Regions from separate parts of the Anser cygnoides genome. Here region 2 is linked to region 1. A link is a contact called in public Hi-C data. All regions are on one chromosome and are shown on one strand. Each heading gives the region's core, a stretch centred on a gene start, on an enhancer-like site or on the middle of the called end of the contact. The rest is flanking DNA. Distances are from core to core; before and after follow the strand shown.

What was found. Hi-C and Micro-C count contacts between places; a contact is called where the count stands out from the background.
Region 2: a contact with region 1 is called in a Hi-C map of liver, with 5 times the contacts expected there. The contact joins the promoter of LGALS8 here to the enhancer-like site in region 1. A contact is called at or near these places in 2 of 7 Hi-C or Micro-C datasets (both in liver).

The regions. Positions count from the first base shown.
Region 1 is chr3:41,883,238-41,886,810 of Taihu_goose_T2T_genome, forward strand. It overlaps HEATR1 (HEAT repeat containing 1), which reads left to right. Exons shown (of 45, transcript XM_066994000.1): 17 at 202-399; 18 at 1,600-1,783; 19 at 2,076-2,224. Among named protein-coding and RNA genes, the nearest start is that of HEATR1, 16 kb to the left of the region's middle. Within about 2 kb of position 1,879, at least 2 of the 3 cell types and tissues checked have open chromatin away from gene starts, as enhancers often do. A contact at or near this core is called in liver, where this site is marked.
Region 2 is chr3:41,919,447-41,922,758 of Taihu_goose_T2T_genome, forward strand. It overlaps LGALS8 (galectin 8), which reads right to left and starts at 1,477. Exons shown (of 10, transcript XM_066994007.1): 1 at 1,203-1,477. It overlaps EDARADD (EDAR associated via death domain), which reads right to left. Exons shown (of 7, transcript XM_066994011.1): 7 at 2,604-3,312.

The sequences.
Region 1 (3,573 bases), core at 629-3,128:
CTGTGGATAGTTCATAGACACAGATGTGTGTGTGTTCCCAGGTTCCAAAGGGTACCATTACAGCAGACAGTAATTTGTTACCAATGATAGAAGGTAATAAGGATTTAATTAGACATGCAGATGAAACACTCTGTAAAGTCATAGCGAAGTCCCACTATCTCACAGACTTTTTGTTGTTATTCCTGCCCTTCCATTTCCAAGGTTGATGATCTGATACGTGTTGCTGAAACAGAATCTGACAACGTGAAACAGAAAGTAACTGCTCATATAATTGGTTCCGTGCTTGTTCAGTGCTGCTGTGATTCACAGATGAAGGAAAGTTATTTTTCAGTGGCTATCAGAGTCTTCCGCTTCTTGGATGAAAAAATACGAAATCTCAAAGCTTGTCATCCTGCAGAGGTGAGATATAAACAGTTAGGAGAAGGTGTTTTCTTTGTAATGGAGAAATGTCTTCCATCAGAGGAAGAGGCAGCTTAGTAGCCTTGAGGAGGACTGAAAATATTGCCGTTGTTTCTTTTCAAAGAGAAGCCGCGCAGTTGGCAAGAGTAATTGAAGTTGCCATTAAGAATTTCTCTTATATTTTACCGCTTTGGTGAGTCCATGTTAAAAAAAATAAGAACTCCAGTGCGTTAGCCTAACACCCCACCAAGTGATTCAGTGTGTCAGTGCTTTGAGCTTGGCACCAAGTTTGGGGCATTTTTGCCAGCTACCTTGTGGTATCAGGTGTTATTGTTGAGCTTAGGAATACCATTTTTTTCAGTTGTTGAGTAAAAGGTTTGATGACTTGTTCAATATGGGAAAGAAGGACATACAACTGAGTATAAAAAAGAGCATATATTAATTTCAGCTTCATGCAAGTCTTTGGAACAATATTGAAAGTGTTGCTCCTGGGTTGTTGGGTTTTGGTATATTGCACAGTTCCATAAGCAGTTGTATTGACATTTGTTGGGAGATGACACAGGTATAAGGAGGAGCCATCAGGCAGGAATGATATTCAGAAGAGTATTGCTGCGTCTTTCGGCTTTTTTTTTTTTTCTTCATGCATATTTCCCATATGGGTTTGTTGTCCTTATTGTTGTTTGTTTATTTAAAAATGTTAAGAGTTCATTTCTTTTCTTGTGTAAGAAACCTAGGTGAGCAGGGCCGTATTTATTTGTGTGCACCTCTTCACATGCATCTGTAGCAATACATGGTAATTAGCTTTTCTTACTTCAGATGATTCCATCAAAGGGTTTTTATATATAAAAGTATCTGAAAGATATGGATTATGTTTCCCAAACAGAGCTAGATGAAAGGATGAAACTGAATGTCCACAGAATGCTCTAACTGCTCATCTCTTTGAAGCGATATTTTAGGTGGAGTTTTATTGTACCCTTTTGTTACTTTGCTTATGTATACTCTTAATCATGGTAGTAAGAGCAGGTATAAATTTTTAAACCTCAGATGCAAGTTTAAATGTAAAATCAGAATTGTAATTCACTTCATAATGATACCTGTTTTGAGGTTAGAAATGTAATATTGCTGAACTTTAGTGCTAGATTCTGCCTTCAGTTGGATGAGATTATGACAATGTATGTTTCAATAAATCTTCATTCGCAGGAAACTCCCTCAAATTGGTCTATTGAAACAACACAGGAAAGTTTGGTGCCAATGGACTTGTTAACTGCATATATAGAAAAGCTCGATAGTGACCAGACTGTTGATGCAGAGGAGTCTGCCATGTTTGTGTTTTTATTGAAAAGTTTTATTCATCACCTTAAACCTCCTTCATCCTTTCCAAAAGGTAAGTGTTAAAGTTTCGAATGTCATCTTTTATACAACAATTTGAAGTTAAGGAAAGTGAGGAGTTTTCGTGTGTTTGTTTGCTTGCTTTAGAGGTTTTGGAAAAAAGCAAACCTTGCTTTCCCAGTCTTCTTCCACTGTTGATATTGTGTGGAGATCTGTAAACATGTCTTGTGAACGTGAAATCAGCAAAATGTATTGTCTTACTTTGAATAAAGGTGTTTATTTTCAATTTGTCCCTGAAGTTTTTCATATGTATCCACCATGACTGATTTGTAACTTTTATTTTTTAGAAGGAACTTGGTGGAATCCTGAATCTTTGAATCAAGATAGCCAAAACTATCTGCACCTCCTTTTGGGGCTGTTTGACCTTCTTGTTTGTGGAGCTAGTGAGGGAGGCAATGTTGTTCAGTACAGAGCACTGATGAATCTCTTACTTAAGGTATTATTTTCATACTTACTTTCTTAATTACTGTTCTGAGTTACTATTCATCAAATGTTATGCAGAAATACAAAATTTTAGAGAAAGGTGAGAAAAATTGAGTATTGATCATGCAACACTGCTTGTGGCATGCTAGTGCTATGAGGAAACATGAGTCTAAGCTTCAACTGGTTAGTTGACCTTAACTGAACATGGTAGGAAACTCAAGTAAAAATCAATAAATGTACCAGTTGAGGCAAAGGTGAATATGCAATGCTGATTTGCAGGACAAAGGTTCAAGAGCTAGAGCTTCTGGTACTACGTAAGAGCAGAGCAAACAGTTTCTCTGAAATTTGTTAGCTTTTAAAATAAAAAAAATAAAGAACTGGTAGAACACAGTGCATGTTTAGAAGAGAGATGAATGAAAAGATGGTAGGAGAGACTACAGAAAGTTTGTGGGATGGGGTTAGTCATGTCTTTAGTATTTAGTGAAGGCAATAGCTGCAGTAATAATTTGCTTCTTTCACTTTTGAAGTACTGCTGATCTCTGATTTTGAGGATGTTTAGTTTGAAAACGATAAGAAAATTATTTTTGCTTGCTCCAGAATAGCTAATATAACTAGAAGCTAGATCTTGGTGGAATCCTAGAAAAGACAATAGGCTAGAGTGTATTAGAAGCTTTATCATTTGTTCCTGCAAGCTATATACAGTCTTCAGGATGCTGAGTGGGCACTCCTGTTTGATGAATAGAGATCTCTTAGGATTCCAAAGAGCATTTTGCAGACAGAAAAAGTGGTAGCTATTGCCAGACCATATAGTAAACAAGTGATTGTTAATTGATTTGGAAGACTATTAGGAGACAATGTAACTGCTTCAAAATCAGAAATTCTCCTCATTAAGCTTTAGACAGGAGCAAAGCTGAGATAATTGGATGTAGATTTGTGAAAAACTAAAATGAATCTTGTGGAGCAGCTACCTGTTGAAGAGGTGGGGGGATGGAGACAGGAGTGGGAGATGCTCTGACCTGTATCTGAGATGGCCTGTGATATGTGTATGATTCAGGGTTTGTTTATTTTGGTTCATGCTCTATTATTGTAATGTCTGTACATCAAATCCAGGACAAATTCTAAAAGTAACATTTAGTGTGAATATTCAACACAGAAAGCTGTGCCACACAGAGAAGTTAAATGCCCAGTCCTAAGACAGTAGCTGATAGAATTCTGAAAAATCTTTCAGTTTATACAACTGATGAAAAAGCCAGGCATTACTTCCTTAGAACACTTCTAATTACTGCCACTCAAAAGAGAAGATGAAAGTTATTAATTTTGCTCTATTTTGCATATAACCATTTTCATGCTCAGTTAACACAT
Region 2 (3,312 bases), core at 227-2,726, 36 kb after region 1:
CAGACCAAAGAAACAAAACCCAGACCTAAACCCTGTGCCCAGCAGCCTGCTTACAGAGCTTCCCTTGGTGTGCGACTGCGATCGGCACCTTACCGAAAGGGGACCGACAGGACGGCCTCTAGGATCTAGCAGCACATGCCTGAGCTCTTCTGCCCACCCTTGTTGATCCTGGCAGACGAGGGGCAGTGTGGCAAAGCGATTTGTTTGTATGTTTTATGGAAAGGGTCACAGTGACGACGGGAAGCTGCGAGTCAGGCTGTGTTTGGCCACGCAGGTTTTGGGTAAGGAAATGCGGGGTTCTGCTGTAACCTTCTATCACAGAACTGCTGTCAGTGAACATGAGGGAGTCTGATTTTTTGGGCTGTCCTCTGGGGACCCAGGAGTTGGACTCGATGATCCTTGTGGGTCCCCTCCAATTCGGATATTCTTGCAACACTAAGATAAGGTTCCCCAACTACACGTTCAGAACTGAAACAGATACGTATACTGCCCTGATATCTCACACACTGCACAGTTCAGAAGGGAAAAAATAAAAAAAAAGGAAACAGCAAGGACAACTGCTATTACGCTATCGCTCTATGACCCACAGAAAATTTCTTCCTCTTTAAAAGTCCGGCGGGGCTTGATAATTCGGGCTGGATCCCATACTAAGGCAGACATGGCTTCTGGAAGGGAGGGAGGAAAAAAGCGAGCAAGCTACCGCCTGGCGTTTGCAGACAGTCAAACCCTAACCAGCAGTGCCACCGTCCCCCCCCCGGCCAGCAACCCGAGGCTCCAGCCCCCGGAGCCGCGGGGCGACCGGCAGCAGCCTCCCCGGGACCGAAGCCCCAACCCCGGGTCGCTTCCGCCTCGGGGCGCCCCGGGGAGCCCCGTCCTCTCACCACGGACGGACAGACAGACAGACAGACAGACAGACAGACGCGGGGGGACGCCCACCCCTCACCCCCTGCCCGCAGCCCACCCTGGCGCCCGACTCACCCGGCACCTAGCAGCGAGCTGACGCCGCCGGGCTGACGCCGGCCGCGGCCGCCATTTCGCGCCCGCCCCGCGGCGTCACCGGCCGGCGGCCCGGCCCAACGGCTTCCGCCCGCTGCCAGCGCCCGGCCGCGGCGGGGCTGGGGCGGCTCCGGGGGCGGCGCAGCGCCCGGTGTGGCGGTCAGGAGGGTACTCGGGCACAGCAACCCATACCGTAGCACACCCACCTGCTAGGAGCTGCAGGACCGCTGCTGGGAGGACACATCAGGCCGTATCAGAGCCGAAGGACTCGTTCGCATCAAGGGCTCACGTAAAAGATTGCTTGGGGAAGGATGCCTTTCAGTCACACTGGGCTTCGAGCACTGTCTGTAATCGGATGGTAGCAAAAAGCCTGCTTTTATTACTGTCCAAAACTGACGACTTAAAAGATGTCTGAAATGTTGTGAATAACTATTCACTTCTGCTTCAAGGACAGAAGACCGTGACATGCTGTAAAAAAAAATACATTAGTAGGCTGATCTTTAAATTAGTACAAATGTCATGAACTTTCTTGGACCTTGTTTACACAATTCTGCTGTCTGGTAACTTTCAACTATGTCTGACCACACGTCAATAGTGTTACCCTAACTTACACTACTATAAGGCCGAATTTACATTTTTTCCACTTGCTTACAGCTTGACTTGGATCTGTGGGAGGCAGTCAGCTCGAGAGTGAAAAATAAGCAGTCTCTTGCACTCAGTTTCCAGCCTGAACTGCAGCTCTGCTACTCAGTAGTGCTTCAGGAATAAGTGAGTTTTGAGTTTCCATACAAATGCTTCCATGCAAGCGCCCTGGGCCACACTGATTACCCTATCCTTTATGGTGGGCTTCCAAAGGACAGCCCAAAACCCGTAAAAGGCAACTGGATACTGTCAGTCCGATTTTTCAGGGATGCCCCATACACAGTTGGCCTCACAGCAAAATTAAATGCTCGTGGAGCACAGGACTGTACCAATGGTGCTGAAGAACAGTCAGTAAGCTGACTATCTCTTAGATAAAGCTGCAAAAACTAAAGAATAGAGTAGTTTGGACATCTTCATGAAGCTAAAATGGGTGGAAAAGGCCACTGATTATCCTGCAGGCACAGAGATGGCAGCCAAAAAATGGCAATCCATAAAGGAAGAGCAGGGCCAGTGTGGGAATAGAAGAAACATAATGGAACAAAATCGGTAGTCTAGCAGAGCCTTTACAATGTCCACATGATTCTCTAACCTTTGTTATCAGATTAATTATTAACTCAGGAAGAGTCCACCCAGTGTAGGTTCTACACCTCTCTGTAGTTCGTAACTCTATTGCATGTTTTCTAGATAAACGGCCTTGTTCATTGTCTTATCACAATATATTCTTCTTTTTCCCATATGAAAAATAAGTGCGTCTTCCTTTCTTCAACAGCAGTATCTGCTGCAATCATCGGTAATCTAAGAAGCTATGGATCTTGCATATAAGATATTCTTACACAGCACAACTAATTGATAATTAGTTGTCCTATGTAGTAGAGCTATAAGTAGATAAGTAGTTCCAAGGTGGCTGGTGAGAAGGAAAACAGCTGTTTTCCTAGCTGCAAGAAATAAAAACAAATACAATAAAATTGAAAATGGATAATCTATATTTCTTCTAAATGTAGTATACATTACATCAGAAGATATAAGAATACTTAAATTGAACACTCAGACCCAGTATCTTGTAAATAGATACAAAACTAAAAAAAAAAAATGTGTACACCTCAACTCATGCCATACAAAAAGGAAAAAAATATTTCAAGTATACAAATTAGTAATCCAGTGTGTAATGAAGATTAAGGCTAACATTTTCAACCTTCAGTGCTGAATTTACATGGAATCCACATATGAACTCTCAAAAGCAGCTTTGTTTTTATGATGAATCATTGGAACTGATGTTGATTTTTCAAGAGCTTCACAGGATCAGAATTCTTTTCCATTAAACAACAGTGTTGGTTCAAAACCTTACAAATTTAAGCCAGAAAACAGGAAAAGGGGTATTTCAGCAGGACGTCTTGATTCAGAAATGCCACTGCATCATTTTGTGTTCCCATTGCGAGTCGTCATGCGAGGGCTCCAGCCAGACTTCTTGCTGGACTGGATTTACCACAGCAAAGCATACTACACTACCACACACATACAGCTATGGTGTGTAACAGTAGAGAAAAGCTGTTGGCACACATGCCAGCACTCATCACTCAGAAGAACAACTTCTGGTAGTTGTGGTAGGCCCAAGCTATGGGGATTATGCTGGACAAGCTGCACGAGCTATTTGCACGTACACAGTGGATGCCTCTG